Regions from separate parts of the Rattus norvegicus genome. Here all the other regions are linked to region 2. Evidence: chromatin contacts called from public Hi-C data. All regions are on one chromosome and are shown on one strand. The core of a region is the stretch at or near the end of the contact, and the rest is flanking DNA. Distances in the headings are between cores, read along the strand shown. Region 1 overlaps LOC120100658 (a long non-coding RNA gene). Region 2 holds the start of Mef2c (myocyte enhancer factor 2C). Region 3 has its middle 590 kb from the start of Trnap-ggg1.

What was found. A called contact is a pair of places that touch in the nucleus more often than the background predicts.
Region 1: a Hi-C map of frontal cortex shows a contact between it and region 2, with 2.0 times the contacts expected there. The contact joins the enhancer-like site here to the promoter of Mef2c in region 2.
Region 3: a contact with region 2 is called in a Hi-C map of frontal cortex, with 2.7 times the contacts expected there. The contact joins the enhancer-like site here to the promoter of Mef2c in region 2. A contact is called at or near these places in 2 of 12 Hi-C or Micro-C datasets (Schwann cells and frontal cortex).

What each region holds. Positions count from the first base shown.
Region 1 is chr2:15,203,230-15,206,102 of GRCr8, reverse strand. The region is part of intron 2 of LOC120100658 (a long non-coding RNA gene); the gene reads left to right. Among named protein-coding and RNA genes, the nearest start is that of Mef2c, 520 kb to the left of the region's middle. Within about 2 kb of position 1,447, at least 5 of the 93 cell types and tissues checked have an H3K27ac peak or open chromatin away from gene starts, as enhancers often do.
Region 2 is chr2:15,727,707-15,730,500 of GRCr8, reverse strand. It overlaps Mef2c (myocyte enhancer factor 2C), which reads right to left and starts at 1,486. Exons shown (of 11, transcript NM_001399397.1): 1 at 1,225-1,486.
Region 3 is chr2:14,984,233-14,987,229 of GRCr8, reverse strand. No RefSeq gene overlaps it. Among named protein-coding and RNA genes, the nearest start is that of Trnap-ggg1, 590 kb to the right of the region's middle. Within about 2 kb of position 1,554, at least 11 of the 93 cell types and tissues checked have an H3K27ac peak or open chromatin away from gene starts, as enhancers often do.

The DNA.
Region 1 (2,873 bases), core at 198-2,697, 520 kb after region 2:
TGTCTGGCTTTAGATAGCTTTTGCTAGTAAAGAAATATTTGCCCTATCTTGGTTGTATGACTGTTGTCTTGTTTTTGTTGACATGTAACAGTGTTTGCTTTTTGTTGATGCTGTTGTTGTTGTCTTTAATTCTGACACTCTTCATTCTTAACCAACTCAGAAAGAAAACATAAGGGTGAACATGACCCACAGTCTGCTTTGGATAACTAAGCCGTGTGCTGACCAAATCCCTAATTGTCTCAGTTAGGGTGAACAGACACCATGATCAAGGCAACGCTTATAAGGACAACATTTAATTGGAGCTGGCTCCCAGGTTCAGAGAATCAGTTATCAAGGTTCCCACACTGTTCAGGCAGGAGGACCTGAGAGTTCTACGTCTCATTCCAAAAGCAAACACAAGACTGACTTCCACGAAGCTAGGACAAAGTTCTTAAATCCAATGCCCAGAGTGACATACTTCCTACAACAAGAGCACACCTTGTATAGTGCCCTCCCTGGGTTAAACATATTCCAACCACCACACCGATATGTAAACGTGACTGAGCATATTCTTCACATCTAACCATCGTATCTAATATGATGTAAATACTATATAGATAGTTGCCTGTATTTTTCAGATAAAAAATCAATTTGTACAGATGCAGTCTTAAAAATACTTTAATCCATGGCTGGTTGACTACATGTATATAGAGAGTAGACTGGAGAATTTAGAATGGAAAGCACTTAATGCTAGGAAATTAGGGACAGGAAGGGAAGGGGATAATTTCTTTCAAACTGTCTATAGAATTTTTCTATTAATAATTGGCCATTGAGAAAAATTCTGTTGTTCAAAATCTCAAATATAACTTCTATGTAGCAGGGGTGATACTCCATGTATGAACAGTGAAACACACAAAGTATGGTCAAATAATGCTTAGCTTTCTGAACTGACTCTGAAACAATAGGAACCCAAGTGCCAACACTCTAGCTTGGATGTCTGGACAACTTACTTTAAGGAAAGGCTTATTATAAAGTAGTGTGGTATCAATTGACTACAAAATGCTTTCACAACTTCCCAGAAGAGCTTTAGCTCGTTTCAGCACAATATGACCGGGTAAGACTACCCATTACAATATGCTAGCACATGCATTCATTATGTGCAGCGTCTAAGCCCATCAATGTTGATCTAAGCATTTTGAATTTTGATGAGTGGGGCTCCTAGATATATCTTAATCCAAAGTCTGAAGTTTGGGCTTTCAGGAATACATCATGGATACTTGGTTGTGTTACCTTTTGTAGAATCAGAGGGCTTACACTTGGGTATCTAAGGGCTTGCTAGGAGTGGGAGCAGATGGTAGTTTTTATATGTTCTTTTTATAAATGCATTTTGAGCAGGTTTTTTTGCATGAATATTTCATTTATGACAGGGTGCTGCTTAGTTATATAAAAAGTAAATACATAACGAGTGAGGTGTAAGTATAGCAGCAGTGTGTAGTGTTGAGGCTAATGGGTGGAAGGGTTTTAAAAATATGAAGGATTCCATTTTCAAAAGCATTTTGCAAAGTTTAAGAGATAAGGAGCTTGTTTTCTGCCTGCTTCTGTTTTCTACATCTCTCTCCTTGTTTTATTGCTTATCCAGGAAGAGAGAAGGGTTTGGATTCAAGAAGTCAAGCATCTGATTTCCAATTTTTATTATGAACAATATTTTTATTACTTGAGAAGGGAGAAGACGGTCCATGCAATGTAAAAATAGCAAGGATGAGTGCCACAAATAGCAACTTGAGCCTGGTAGACCTGGACGGAGGGACGCACAGCCACCAGCAGGAAAAACAGAGGCATGGAAAACAGCAGCTGTCATAAGCTAAAAGGAGGGTCCTTGATCTTCACAGGGGACAGGTGGCCAAGACATGCCACTCATCACTGTGTGACATGGTATAGTCACAATGTTCTAGGCTTTGGAAACTATTGCCAAACTTAATCAGCTTAGAAAAATGTTTAAGCTAACTTGAGAAAATGCATTAAATCCACTTCCCTATGGGACTGATTTATCCTAGGTCCATACTATATACTATCCAAGTAAAGGAGGTGCATTTTTTCAGATTCTTAACTGTATTTTAGTTCATTTAACAGTATACAAATAAACACATGAAGAAAGAAATGAATAATATATAGCTCGAGCTAGCATTTCAAATCTTGTATGATAGAAGTGCACATTCTGTAGTGATATTGTGTGTAGTGATAATTTAGTAAAACAAATGTCCCGATCATAAAAGGCAATTGAAATAATATTCACATCTGTGCTGATCTAGAGATAAGAGCTATAAGAAGCTAAGTATCACAAAGCAATGCTGTTCTCTAAATGTTTATGAAGATAAGATTTCCTCCCAATATTCACAAGTGACAACCCAGTCCAAAGTCTGTGACTATTTGATGATCAGCATGTACGGGTCTGGGCAAAGCATTTCCTTGACTGGACTTGTTGTTGTTGTTTCTTTGTTTGTTTTGCTCTCGTTTTTCCTTTTTTCTTGAGTTATTTTGTTGCTACTTCACTTTCATCACCAGCACTAGCAGCTAACCTTATTTGTAGGGATGTTTTTCCTTACAAAGAAAGTAGCTTTTATCATGTCATCAGAGTAACCATGTAGTAATTTGTCCAGAAGCAAAAAATATATAAACTTCTCTGAGAAGATATGTGGAGCAGCCATCTAGGCACACTCCAGCTAAAGGATCCTTGCAAAAGACTGGTTGCTGGCCACATGTAATTCAATTTCATGCCTCAGCAAAATTACAAATTGCTACATGTCATGAACCCCTGACTATTGCTTGAGAGTGGTCAAAGCAGCACATCCTCTTTCAGTGACATATTTGTATTTTCTAAAAGTGTCAAACTAGAA
Region 2 (2,794 bases), core at 237-2,736:
AAGGTGCCAGTGGAAGGGAGCTGGGTCACTCTTCTGGAAAGGCGTGGAAAGGCAACTAGAGTTTTCTTTACAGCACTTAGAGAACACATACAGTCACTACAGATTTCATAAGGCAGTTACCGTTAGAGTTACTATCACATTAACAATAGTAAAATGCACTTTGTGTCAAAGCAATTCTCCTCCGAGGACCAGTTAAAGAATTGGCAAAGAGCCTGATTCTACATACACTGTCAGCATTTACATACCAAGTATTTCATACAGAAGACATCCATTTCAAAAATGTGAGGGAAAAGGTTCATAACTATAGCATCTAGAACAGTTCAAAATGGCTCAGATAGAACATTTTCCTTAAGAATTGGTAGCCTTGTTCTGGAAAGGAAATCACATTAGCGTTGCACTCAAGCACTTGCATAATACGCAATAATACAATAAGAAATGTGTCCCATCTCTATAGACTTTCTTTATGGCCAACTTTGTCACTTAGTTTCGTAACTTTCATCCAAAGTCCAAACAGAAGGCGGGCTAAGTGACTTAGCCTTGTTTGTTTTTAAGTGGCTTAATATTTCCCTTGATCTAAACAACAATGCACATGCTGGAATACAAACATGAACTGTGCAGTGCACGGGCTCCCATGGCCAGGGCAACTGCTTCTGGTCCCCACCAATTAAACTCTCACAAGCATGCACTTTGGTGAAAGAAGAGGATGCACAAAAGGTGGACTCTGGCAGGCAGCCCTGCTGTAGCTTAAAGTCATTCCAAGGACTAGTGGTTCAGAATCTAAACCCAGGGCAAATCAGTCTTTGGGGGCAACTCATAGGAACATCTTTCCATAGTGAACTAACAGCTAAATTTTAAGACAGCTACTTCAAGGTCACAGAACAGTCTGTGAAATAGTAAAATCCACCAAGATCCACATTCTCCACCCTACTGAACACGCTAATGACGTGAACTAACTTCTTGAAACTTTAAACAAACTGATGTGACAGGAACAGTCAGATGTGATTTCAATAGCAGATGGCAAACCGATGCTACCATCTAAAAAGTTACTTTCAGCCACACACAAGGAAATCGTAGAATCTAAAGAAAAGAATGCACAACAAGCCTTAACTTAAGCCTTCCAGAAAGGAGTTGGATAGACCCGGTGTCTGGAAGAGATCCGTGCAGATTTCAGAGACAATACACAGACTATTTCTATTCTTTTGGTGAAATGTCAGAGGTACTTACATGAAGGAAGACCCGACCAGATTAGTCCTTGGAATATTTTCCTTTCTTAAAAGAGAGGAAGAGAAAGAAAAAAAAATAACAATAATCTTTACTTCGTCCAGCCTTGAAGTACTTCTCCACCTGATTCAAAGCTGCAGGCACGGCGACCCACACAGAACCTTCAAAGTCAATCCAATAGCAGCCCGAAGATGTCTGGGTGTACGCGTGTGCTCAAGTGTCTGTGACTGCGAGGCGAGTGAGCTGAGAGCTGGAGACGAAGTGTGCGTGTGTGCGCACTCGAGGGGGGGGGAAGGGGAGGGCGCGCGCGGGATTGCGCATTCGCGCGCGCACCGAAGCCGCTGGAAGAGGAGGAGAAAGAGGAGGAGGAGGAAGGTGGAGGAAGAGAAGGAGGAGGTGGAAGAGGAGGAGAAAGTGGCTCTCTGTGGCCGGTGGGATTAAAAGTAGCCAGACTTGTCCAGAAAACTGCGTCCAGGAAGGAAGTGACAGGAGACGAATGGGAAAAGGAGAGCAGCTCCCAGCCTTAGATACGTCCTGTGAAAGAGCGGGGGGGGGGGGTGGGGGGGGTGGGGGGGAATGTAAGGATACTGGGAGGGGACGCGGGGGCGGCAAGCAAGACTGAGCACACGGGGGTTCTAAGCAGCACGTACGCGCCAGTGCTCCCCCCGTCCCCCAATTCATTTTATTCTTGCCTTTTCCTGGCGCTGCCTTTTCCTTTCCGTTTTTCTATCCCTACCAGCCCAAACCGTTGACTCTCCTCTCGAGCTGGGGAAATCATCAGTTTCACTCTTGCAAAAGGGGGGCGGGACTAGAACCTCGCAGCATTTTAATAAAACAAACATACTGCAGCTCCCTCCTCACCCCTCCAGTCTCAACTAGATTGATAAATTACTCCACTACACTACTTTAATTATGTATATGGTATGCAGAATAAATCACTGAACATCAGTACCTCAATCAAGCACTTTTAAATGATAATTGCATCTTGGTGAATCAATCTTTCCATTCCTGACATTTTGCTAATTTTAGTTTTACGGTGGGGTAATGGCACATGCCATACGCAAACCTAATGACAATTCTTTATTGCATGAAAGGGAAGACAACACGGGGAGCGGCGGCTCCCTGCCTCTCTCCCTGTTGCTAAAGAGGACGCTCGGAGGGGACGCTGGGCTGCTGCGCGCTCGCTCCCCCGGGAGGCTGCAAGGCAGCTAACAGGAAAGTCCTTCTGAAGTCGAGATCTTCCCTCTGACCAATAGGAGCGCGACCCTAAGAGCTGCTCTAGTGACTCCCCCCACCCCCTCCTTTGGATTCGCAGTAGCCACCTCATCCTTGCTCCGGTCCGCGCGCGCCTCCGTTACTCACGCGTAAAAGCCACGATCCAGGATGTCTGCAAGCCTCGATCCCAGCGTGCGCTTCCTGCCCGCCCAGAATGTACAAAGCTTTTGGCCTTGAGAGCCAGGAGGGCTAGGTTAGAACGTGAGCCGAAAGGAACCTCCAATGTTAGTAATAAAATAATTACAAGTTTTTGAAATCTCGACTTTATCCCGGGGCCATTAACTTTCGAGTCAATCTG
Region 3 (2,997 bases), core at 305-2,804, 740 kb after region 2:
TTGCATAAGTAAATTCAGAATGCATGGCTCAAGACAGGGCTAGCTTTATTTCAACAAGCATGTGAATAATGTAAAAGCCCTCACAACCATCACACTCACAAAGAGGGAACTATAGCTCTACCAGTTTCATTTTAAGATTATTCTCTATTGAGTGAGAAGTATGTGGGAGGAGGGGGAACGTTTTCTCCCTCCCTCTCTCTCTCTCTCTCTCTCTCTCTCTCTCTCTCTCTCTCTCTCTCTCTGTGTGTGTGTGTGTGTGTGTGCGCATGTGGTCTGCATGTGCGTGTACATGTGTTTGTATAGTTGTGTATGCTCAAATATATGTTGAGACTAAAACACATTGAAATGTCCCTAAAATATTCCACTACAAGAACGTCATCATAAGCTTACATGCATCTTCAGAGTGCGGGCACACCTCTAGACTACATGCTGTCAAACCTCCACTACCCTTTGAAATTTGACTGAGTTTTGTGACTCAGCATGAACCCAAAACACCTTACCTTGCCAATTTAGTCCTAATTTTAATTATGACCCAAATATTTAAAATATTGATTGTCCTAAGAAAAAGAATCTTTGAGAAATAAATCTGAGATATTTTATCTTTTACTATAATCATTGTACATAAAAATAGCAATTAGTCATCGTATTTATAATTACTCTAATTAGAAATGTCTTTAACTTTGGAGACAATGGATGAAACACAAGTAATTATTCCGTAAAGAATAAACAGAAGACTTAGAGAATGACTTGAAGCATCTTGCTTCCAGTAAAATTTTAGTCGTTTCTCTGGGTTTATTCAGCAGTGAATGGTACACCTTGCTGGTGGTTATGTGAGTTGACTAGATCTAGAAATCCTAAGGCCAAATGATTTTCTTTAAAACGTTTAAAATGTTTTAAATTGAAATTTTTCCAACGGCTTGGGTTGAGAGGCCAGATGTCTCAAATTACAATTCATACTAGAAACACAATGTCAGAGCTTCTGTGCTCTGCCTAACTTCCCTTTAAAATTGTTGTATTACATTTCTGCTAATAAAAGCCTTTCTAGGGATTCTATATTGCCTTTTCCCCTTGCAAGGCACATTCACATCCTTCAATGAGAGCTGCTATTATCAGAGCGATGTACTCTATTTATTTATCACACCGGCCTCGTGACTGCTTACCCAGGCAAGCACTAGAAATATCTAGCTCATTACCACTACATAAAATAGCATGGGGTATTTTCAGAATGAAAGCGTTCAGAGAATGACGAATTCGAAAGCTGTTCATGTCTCTGTTTCTGAAGGAAGCGATTGCGCTTTGGTACTGGCAACTTGAACAATCAATGAGGACATGTTTGATATTTAGTGGAACCTTGCCAGTCCGAATCTCATCAAATACCTGCTAGTCTTTTAATTCTTCTTCCTTTTTTTTTAATTTTCAATCTGAGAACCCATGAATTTTCTTAGACTAACTGATCAAAGAACATTGGCCCAAATGGAGTCAGGGACTGAAAATGCCTGAAGACTTACTCAGCCGAGGAAGTTGATCCAGGTTGCTATTTAAATCTGCTGCTTAAGTGTCCTCGGCATCCATGCTGCATTCTTCACTTGGTTCAGAGGGCAGATATTTGGGCCAAAATATCCCTAAGCATTCGGTTGCTAATGTGGACTTTAAACTGTTTACAAACAGCTGTTACAATAACCCAAATACCCGAAGCAAAATATGACATATTCAAGGATCAGACTGTTAATGACAAGCATTTGTTCCAACAGCACCTAGTGACTTGAGGTAATAAAACCCACGATGAAAATGGCATTTGTCACATGTAAGCAGCTGTAGTCATGAGTGGAAGTGACTACCCTCTTACAAGCCCAGTTCCCACTTTGAAACCAAACCTCACAGCCGTAACAAGGCCCATGTCAATCCAAGGACAGTTTTGGAAAAAGCAGAAGCTCTGAGTTTCTAACAGAGAGGCAGAAATAACACAGTAAATAAACTGGAAAGCTTTTGCGCCCGCCGTATTGCTCAGACGTTAGGTTTGTGGGCAACTCACTATAATCAAACAACAGCAGTAACAACCAAATCTCGCTGTTTACAAGCCGAACCCCTTCTAGCAGCTGTTCTGGTGCAGAAGCACCTCCGGAAATTGGTCTCGGAAAGAAGAAGGTGTATTTTTGCTGTTGTTTTCTTGTTTACTTGCTTCCTTGCTTGCAGTTGCCTGAAGTGAGTTTTGAAGGGAAAGGGATTTGTCAGTTCGGGCATGTTTATATAGATATCCTGGAAATCAGTAGGATGAAAAGGCAGTGGCCAACAAGAGACAAAAGCCATCAGATCTTCTCTTCCTTCTGGTTGGTTCCCGAATTGTGATTGGCCATTCATACCTAATCCTTCCTTCCTGTTGTCAAATTGTATTTTCCCCTCTTCTTCGTTATATTAACTCCATTTCAAGGCCTTATTACTTGCTGCTAATGAAATATAAGGACAGTTGTAACTTTCGTTTCCACTTTCATTGTCAAAGCGTCCGGCAACAACTCTTCACCAGCTTGACGCGTGGAGATCCGTAGTAAAGTTTCAGGTGCTTACAGAGGACTTGAAATATATTTTTCTTACTTGTCGTCATCTACTGTAATTTTGAGAAATTCTCAGTGTTTTTCTTTCTCAAATTGGTTTCTTGAATGAAAAGCCAACATTTATAGTTTGACAGATGTGTATTAATGTGTATTCATGTTTGAATTACCTGGCATACCTTGTCATCACATGCTTACAAATGACTCTAATCACTTAGCGATGGACATCTATCCGTTTTATTATTCTCACCAATGACATAATTACGTCTGTTCATACTTTTCTCAGAATCAACTACAATATAATATCACACTTACAGACTTGTTTAGGAGAAAAACATAGTGTCTACTGGAATGATCCAAACAGAGACAAAATACAATTTTAAAACCACTCATCACTTGTAAATTCCTTTTATTTTTTTTCAACCAGAAAGATACAAAGAGGAAATGTTAA